3 separate regions of the Mus musculus genome follow, and all the other regions are linked to region 2. Evidence: chromatin contacts called from public HiChIP or PLAC-seq data. All regions are on one chromosome and are shown on one strand. The core of a region is the stretch at or near the end of the contact, and the rest is flanking DNA. Distances in the headings are between cores, read along the strand shown. Region 1 has its middle 14 kb from the start of Cpsf6. Region 2 overlaps Mdm2 (transformed mouse 3T3 cell double minute 2). Region 3 has its middle 34 kb from the start of Cpsf6.

Evidence for each region. HiChIP or PLAC-seq counts read pairs in DNA pulled down with a chosen protein or histone mark.
Region 1: a contact with region 2 is called in an H3K27ac HiChIP or PLAC-seq map of embryonic stem cells, with 5 read pairs. The contact joins two enhancer-like sites. A contact is called at or near these places in 1 of 15 datasets of contacts at CTCF or cohesin (the NIH/3T3 cell line), 7 of 115 datasets of contacts at active chromatin or transcription factors (embryonic forebrain, embryonic midbrain, embryonic stem cells and 3 more) and 1 of 9 other capture datasets (liver).
Region 3: a contact with region 2 is called in an H3K27ac HiChIP or PLAC-seq map of embryonic stem cells, with 4 times the contacts expected there. The contact joins two enhancer-like sites. A contact is called at or near these places in 9 of 39 promoter capture datasets (the 3T3-L1 cell line, 3T3-L1-derived adipocytes, the C10 cell line and 5 more), 2 of 15 datasets of contacts at CTCF or cohesin (large pre-B cells and pro-B cells), 84 of 484 Hi-C or Micro-C datasets (the 63-12 cell line, B cells, the C10 cell line and 60 more), 11 of 115 datasets of contacts at active chromatin or transcription factors (astrocytes, cardiomyocytes, effector CD8 T cells and 6 more) and 3 of 9 other capture datasets (adipose tissue, embryonic stem cells and liver).

The regions. Positions count from the first base shown.
Region 1 is chr10:117,389,286-117,391,985 of GRCm38.p6, reverse strand. No RefSeq gene overlaps it. Among named protein-coding and RNA genes, the nearest start is that of Cpsf6, 14 kb to the right of the region's middle. Within about 2 kb of position 1,340, at least 17 of the 459 cell types and tissues checked have an H3K27ac peak or open chromatin away from gene starts, as enhancers often do. A contact at or near this core is called in embryonic stem cells, where this site is marked.
Region 2 is chr10:117,691,433-117,694,132 of GRCm38.p6, reverse strand. Mdm2 (transformed mouse 3T3 cell double minute 2) reads left to right here. Exons shown (of 12, transcript NM_010786.4): 10 at 1,396-1,551. Among named protein-coding and RNA genes, the nearest start is that of Mdm2, 18 kb to the left of the region's middle. Within about 2 kb of position 1,277, at least 4 of the 459 cell types and tissues checked have an H3K27ac peak or open chromatin away from gene starts, as enhancers often do. A contact at or near this core is called in embryonic stem cells and trophoblast stem cells, where this site is marked.
Region 3 is chr10:117,341,643-117,344,342 of GRCm38.p6, reverse strand. No RefSeq gene overlaps it. Among named protein-coding and RNA genes, the nearest start is that of Cpsf6, 34 kb to the left of the region's middle. Within about 2 kb of position 1,387, at least 24 of the 459 cell types and tissues checked have an H3K27ac peak or open chromatin away from gene starts, as enhancers often do. A contact at or near this core is called in embryonic stem cells and trophoblast stem cells, where this site is marked.

The DNA of each region.
Region 1 (2,700 bases), core at 91-2,590, 300 kb after region 2:
TTTGCACACCAGATCTCCCTGAGTCATAATGGAATCTTATTGACATAGTGGTCCAGACCAAGCTAACATTACAGTAAAATACTTACAGAATAGTAAAGTGAACAAATTCTTTTATCATTTATTTTTTCCCAAAGACTTATTTATTTATTATATATAAATACACTGTAGCTGTCTTCAGACACACCAGAAGAGGGCATCAGACCCCATTACAGATGGTTGTGAGCCACCATGTGGTTGCTGGGAATGGAACTCAGGACTTCTGGAAGAATAGTTGGTGCTCTTAACCACTGAGCCATCTCTCCAGCCCCCCCCCCCTTTTTTTTTTATCATTTCTATGTGGTTTTAGTAATTATATATGTTGAGGGAGAAAATATACAATATGGTTTTGTTTTAGTATTTCATTGCTGTGAAGAGATACCATGATCGTGGCAACTCTTATAAAGGCAAAAACATTATTTGGGGCTGGCTTTCAGTTCAGAGGCTTAGTCCGTTATCGTCATGGTGAGAAGCATGAGCTGACCTGGTGCTGGAGAGGAAGCTAAGAGTTCTACATCTGGATGTCTAGGCAGCAGGAAGAGAGAGACACAGTAGGCTTGTCTTAACTTCTGAGACCTTAAAGCCCACACCACTGACACACTTCCTCCAACAAGGCTACACCTGTTCCATCAAGGCCACACCTCCTAATAGTGACACACCTCTGGGGGCCATTTTCATTGAAACCACCAGATTGCGTCCTATTAATTTACCCAAAGTGCACCAAGTCCCTCCTCCCTCCTCCCTCCCCCATCCCCTTCTCCTCCTCCCTCTCCAGCTGTCCTTCCTTCTCTCCCAGATCGCCCTGGCCGATCCCAGATCGCTTATCCCCCATCTCTTCTCAGCTGGATATTTTCTCTCTCTTGTAGACAATGCCTACCCCCCATCGTGGAACAGCCATTGTGGCCAGTTTATTACCGCGTCTGTCACATACAACAATTAAACGAGTTTTCTACAGAATAGTATTTATAACTGCTCCCTCTACCCCCCCCCCCCTTCGAGACAGGGTTTCCCTGTATAGCCCTGGCTGTCCTGGAACTCACTCTGTAGACCAGGCTGACCTCGAACTCAGAATTCTGCCTGCCTCTGCCTCCCAAGTGCTGGGATTACAGGCATGCGCCACCACTGCCCGGGTGTTCCCGGTATCTTAAACATTGTTTCTCCTCCACCCAGTCCTAGTGCCGCGGATGAGCTGAGCATCTGCAGCTCACACTATGTCCCTGCTGTGGACAGAGTGTTCCTCTGAGCACTCCCTCAGATCAGCTGTGCCTGCTTGTTAGAGCCTTACCAGCAGTGACCCACGGACTATTTGCATCCCCTCAGGCAAGGGGGAGGGGATGGCCCAATGGACTCTCACCCGGGACTCCAGCCACTCCTATTCTATTTGAATGTGATTCTTCTGCCTTAGGGTCTCAGGAGGTGCCACCGTGCTTCTCAACCTTTGGGCCCTGACTGCTTTGGGGGCTGCACCCTTCAGTGGGGATCGAATATCAGAGATCCTGCCTATCAGATATTCACATCATGATTCATAACAGTAGAAAAATTACAGTTATGAAGTAGCGGTGAAAATAATTTTACAGGTGGGGTCACCACCATGTGAGGAACTGTATTAAAGAGGGGCAGCGTTGGGGAACGTGAGGACCACTGTACCGCCGTACGTAAGTTCCGGAGGTTGATTTAAAGGGGCCCAAAGAGCTATGGGGATCCGGTCAGGACTTTCCAATGCCTCTACTTTAGGGTCCCTCACACTTCTGCCATTAAGCCCTCCCTCATGGTCTGTATGTAAACCCATTAACATCAGGCTGAGCATCAGTGAATTGTACTTTGGCTTGTTGGTGAAGAAGGGTAAATATTGTCTATACCTTCTCGGGGAAGAAATTCTCACAGCAAACACGGGAGCTGCGGGAGTCAGCCCAGCAGCTGGGTTAATAATCATGGCAACCGCTCCTACCTGAGATTCCCAACAACAGTTCACACATGCGCACGCGGGCGCGCGCGCATGCACACACACACACACACACACACACACACACGCACACGCACACGCACACGCACACGCACACGCACACGCACACGCACACACACACATTGTAGTCTCCTTTTCTTGTTATCTTGCTATCTCCACTATTCTCTCCTGCTTTCCTAACCCTTGCCATGTTCCTTTTGTTTTTTTAGATTTATTTATTTTATGTATATAAGTACACTGTTTTTCTCTTCAGACACACCAGAAGAGGGCATTGGATCCCATTACAGGTGGTTGTGAGCCACTATGTGGTTGTTGGAAATTGAATCTTAACCACTGAGCCATTTCTCCATTCCCAGTCTCTCTCTCTCTCTCTCTCTCTCTCTCTCTCTCTCTCTCTTTCCTTTAGACTCTTCCAGGTGGTACAATAATATGACTATGTGAAAGAGTCACCTTAAGAGGCTTGTGCTGGCGAGGGAGCCTAGAGGCCAGCATTAGCCTTGAAATGCTGAGTGGTGTCACAGAGAGCCATTTGTCCCTTCCTCCAGAGGTAACAGGAATGACTCCTTTTGGCAGATAGGAACAAGTTTCATGAATTCCTGAGGAATTCAGGCTTTTATCTAACCACTGTAATTCTACAGTCCAGTTTAAGATCTGGATATCAGTTTAATATTTCTGGATATTTGGATGACCTGTGAGACCTA
Region 2 (2,700 bases), core at 28-2,527:
AGATATAATAATAAATTAATCTTAAAAAAAAAAGACTACTTTTATGTCAAGCTGACTGTATTTTCTGGAAGAGAAATGATGTGTCTGCAGTTAAGCAGCATCTTGGTAGCAAATTGAGAATGCCTGTGTCCTGAATTCTAGAGCAGTGTATTTTTATCAGTTGTAAGTAAGTTGATTTGCGGATGAACTTAGTGTATGATTTGAAGTTGAATCTCTTGTTTGCATTTTTGTGAGACAGGGTCTCTTATTTAGTTCTGACTCTTGGCTGTCCTGGAACTCACTGTATAGACCAGGCTGGTTTTGAACCTACAGAGATCTTCCAGTCTCTGCCTCCTGAATGAATGCTAGGATTAAAGGCATACACCACATGCCTGGCCTGAAGTTGAATCTTTTAATCTCAGCACTCAGGAAGCAGGGACAGCAGAGCTCTCTGAGGTAATAGCCAATATAGTGTCACATGAGGTAATAGCCAATATAGTGTCACATGAGGTAATAGCCAATATAGTGTCACATGAGGTAATAGCCAATATAGTGTCACATGAGGTAATAGCCAATATAGTGTCACATGAGGTAATAGCCAATATAGTGTCACATGAGGTAATAGCCAATATAGTGTCACATGAGGTAATAGCCAATATAGTGTCACATGAGGTAATAGCCAATATAGTGTCACATGAGGTAATAGCCAATATAGTGTCACATGAGGTAATAGCCAATATAGTGTCACATGAGGTAATAGCCAATATAGTGTCACATGAGGTAATAGCCAATATAGTGTCACATGAGGTAATAGCCAATATAGTGTCACATGAGGCCCCAGGCCAACTAAGGCTGCATCGGAAAACCCAGATGCCAGCTTGGTGTTTGTGTGTCGTCACTAGCACTCCGTCACACTAGCCTGTGAGTCAGGGAGGCCTTCGTCTTCCTGTGTTTAATAGGATAAACTCACAGTGGTGCTTCAGATAATAGTAGGTGTGCATATAATCACACACGTAGGAAAGGTCATTGTGGAAGATCTTTTTATGGTATTGTGGGAACCTTAACCAAAGAAAGATGAGTGGGGCTTAGAAACTCAGATTATCTTACTGAGAAAAAGTTAGTGTGTGGATTGATTTAGGAAACAAGATGTGGCTGGAGCATGGGTATTGAATAGGGTGGAGGGTGTGTTTAGCTGGACATTTGAAAATGTTAATGCAGTCATTCTGAGTGTAACCTCGGGGCTAAGGGGCTCTGACTTTTCCTTCATGAGGTAGGACTTTTGAGTAAGGTAGTAACCTTGAACCCAGTCTATGTGGTCTGGGGCTGAGAAGGAAATAGTGGCTCGGGATGAACCCGGGAGCTCTAAATGAGGCCCAGAGGCAATGCATTTACATTCGCTGCATTCTTCCTCCATAGGATCTTGACGATGGCGTAAGTGAGCATTCTGGTGATTGCCTGGATCAGGATTCAGTTTCTGATCAGTTTAGCGTGGAATTTGAAGTTGAGTCTCTGGACTCGGAAGATTACAGCCTGAGTGACGAAGGGCACGAGCTCTCAGATGAGGATGATGAGGTGGGTTTCTGTGTCTGTCAGCCTTTTAGTAAGATGAAGAGGCCATCTATTCAGAGTCTCTGGAAAGTCTTGCTTTTTCATTTGTTCAAGATAGAATATTGCTTTGTGGATTTGAGGTGAAATTTTATAGTTTCTTTGCTTGATTTATTTATTTAGATTTATTTGTTATGTATACAGCATTCTGCCTGCATGTATGTCTGCAGGCCAGAAGAGGGCACTAGATATGGTTACTAGCCACCATGTGGTTGCTGGGAATTGAACTCAGGACCTTTGGAAGAACAGACAGTGCTCTTAACCTCTGAGTCATCTCTCCAGCCCTTTGCTTGATTTATTATAGTCTCACATTACTAAATAAAAAACTTAGAGGAGAGTTTGAACAATGTTTTTAAACTTTTTTTGAGTTGATGGGGTGTTTTTGTTTTGTTTGTTTTGCTTTTTGAGACTTGGTTTTTTTTTTTTTGTTTTTGTTTTTGTTTTTGTTTTTTTTTTTTGGTTTTTCGAGACAGGGTTTCTCTGTGTAGCCGTGGCTGTCCTGGAACTCACTTTGTAGACCAGGCTGGCCTCGAACTCAGAAATCCACCTGCCTCTGCCTCCCAAGTGCTGGGATTAAAGGCCTTCGCCACCACGCCCGGCGAGACTTGGTTTTTCTGTATGGCCCTAGCTGTCCTGGAACTTGCTTTGTAGACCAGGCTGGCCTCAGATCTGCCTGCCTTTGCTTCCCAAGTCCTGGAATTAAAGGTGTGCGCCACCACTGCTCTGCTAATGATGGATGAACATTCTCATAATGGCTGGACCACAAAGTTCTCCATTTGGTCTTCCCATTTATGTATGTATGTGTGTGTGTGTATTTGTTTTTGAGACAGGGTACCACCGTGTATCCCTGGCTGACCCTGAACTGGCTATCTAGACCAGCCTGGCCTCAAACTCATGGGAATCCTCTTGCCTCTGCCTCCTGATTGCTGGGATGAAAGGTGTGAGCCCCTACTTCTGCCCCTCCCTTCTCAGTACTGATTTGTTTTTCACCAATGTAAAGCATGCAACGAACAGTGTCCAATAGGACCCGAGTATCTCTTTCTCGGGAGCAACTCTACATTTCTAGTTGTTTTCTGTCTAATAACTCTAAATTTATAAAATGTCTTCTTGAGTGTT
Region 3 (2,700 bases), core at 138-2,637, 350 kb after region 2:
ATGAACCTCACTAGTCCTTTAGAATTAAAAACGTATTTGGATCATAGCTATAGTTACCAGTTAACCTGGGAACATTATAGGACATACTTTTAAATATCAGATTAGTTCTTCAAATATTTGATCCATTGGGGCTGGAGATATAACTCAGTTGTGTGGAGTATTTGCATACAATGCTGGAAGTCTGGGTTTGATACACAGCACCGTAATAGACCTGCTGCAGTAGGGCACATCCTAGCACTGGGATCAGGAGTTCAGATTTATCCCCATCTGATGAGATTCAGGCCATTTTGGGGTATATTAGAGTACTAAAAAAAGAAAGAAATACGGATATATAATAGTTGAAGTTGTAAACAATTTCTACTAATTTCTCAGTAACAGTGCTAAGTAATTTAGGTTAAAATAATGCATGTTACCTCCAGTGTTTGTGTAGCATTGTTAGGTTTGTTGTTACTGTTTATGCAGTTTTAAAAATAAATTATTTATTTACTTTATGCATATGAGTACACTGTAGCTGCCTGCCTTCTGGCATACCAGAAGAGGACATTGGATCCCTTTAAAGGTGGTTGTGAGCAACCATGTGGTTGCTGGGAATAGATTGAACTCCAGACCTCAGGAAATGCAGTCAGTGCTCTTAACCGTTGAGCCATCTCTTCAGCTATCTTTATGCATTTTAAAGTTGCATTCATTGGAATAATTTGAGGCTCTGTATCTATAGCCTTCATGGAACTGTGTAAAGTTAGTGGGAATATCTTAAAAGAATACATCAGACTAAAAAGGGAATCTGCCACAGCCAGGATTGCCTCAGACTTAGGCTATAGCTGAGGATGGCATTGAATTTGGGATCCTTCTACCGTGTTTAAGTGCTTCATAACAGTCATGGTGCCGTTGTCATTTTCTGCAGTGCTAGGGACTGAAACCAAGGCCTCCTGCATGATAGTCAAGCACTCTACCAAGTGGATTACAGCTCCAACCCAGGCAAAGCCATTTCTGCTAAACAAGGGATTTAAGCCGATTTTCCTAGTCTTCCTGCTTGGGTTTCCTAACCATGATTACGAAATAGCTACTTTGTGGGCCTTTTCAACTTTATCGTTCATTAGCGGTGCTTAGGAATTTGTGTATGCACATTGATTCTGATCAGGTATGCAGGATGAAAGATAAATAGTTTCAAAAGTCCATAAAGTCAGTTGGCTGTGCTACTATGTGCCTGTAATTGTCAGCACTTGGAAGTGGAAGGAGTGAATCTAGTTGGAGGCTAGCCTAAGTAAGTTACCAGTTAGCCCTGTTTATGTGTCTGTGTTGTCATGCAGGTACTTGCCTGTCAGATCAGAGTACAGCATACAGGGTTACCTCTTGCTTCCCACTTTGAGATACAGCCCCTTGTTTCTGCTGTACTGGCGCACCCCAGCCTAGCAGGCTGTGATCAGTTGGGGAATCTATCTGGACTCCAAATCTCAGTATGAGTGCTGAGATTTAAAATGTGTGCCACTGTATTCTGTTTCTGACTTGGGCTTTAGTAATTATGTTGTCAGACTTTTTTAGCTAGTGCTGCGTTTACCCAGTTAGACCCTACACTTAGTGGGAGGAAAGACCCCACACTCAGTTATAGAGAGCTTTAGCTTTTTCCTGAACATCACACTGAAATCTGAAGAGTGGGGCCTGATAAAGGGGAAGCACCACCTTTTGGAGAAAGAAAAAAAAGCCTGTGATTCAGTGTGCTAGGTAGGAATTTAAAGAATGCTTGTTTGCCTGGAGCAGGTATTGAAGAACATGCATACACGGGCCACAATTCAGTTAGCATTTCAAAGCATCTTTACAGATTCAATTGGGAAAGATGAGGTAGGTAGGACAGTGAAGTTTACAACTTAGTCAGGAGATGGAATACAAGGAAGAGAGAAAAAGTAAATGAGGTGGCATACAGTGAAAAATGAGAAGCTTGTATGATGTTGTGTCTGACAGTGCCGATGGAGCCCATTAGATGACATTTAAAGGGTGCACTTGGTATTTTTGCTGTCCATTTTAATTTTGAAGTTGAGAACTGGGGTTAAGTAATCTTTAGTTACAGTTAAAATGGAGATCAAACTAAGTTTGTAAGAATTTGGACCAGTGGTGACAGCGGTGTGAGGACGCAAACAAGCTACTCACTGAGATCAGTTGTATGAAGTACTACTTTTTTGGGCAGAAACAGAAAAATTATTTTCAAAGGAGAATAAATACATAAAAGCTTATAGGTTTGTACTTAGGTGGTAGGAAGTTTATGATATTCGTATTTAGTGATCCACCTACTTTGAACTAGAAATTGAGAATATTTTGTGTAGGTGCGGTTTGTATTTAGGCGAAGTAATTATCAAAGCTTGGCAGGTATTGAGTTTTAGGCTCCATTTTACTTGTGGCAGTTCATTTACATGCATCTATTTCGGAGGGGGGGGAGGTAGATGAATAAAGCTGTGGACAAAGGCTGTCAACTTGACTTTGCAGTTTGCTGCTTATCAGCCTAGCCACAACATTATAGCTTACCCATTCACTCCCTGTGTGAGGGTGTGTGTTAAAGAATGGGGTCATTTTTCATCACACTTTACAGAGGAAGCTCTGATGGGCAGAATGGAAGTTAGAAAATGCTCCGGGCCAGGCGTGGTGGCGCACGCCTTTAATCCCAGCACTCAGGAGGCAGAGGCAGGCGGATTTCTGAGTTCAAGGCCAGCC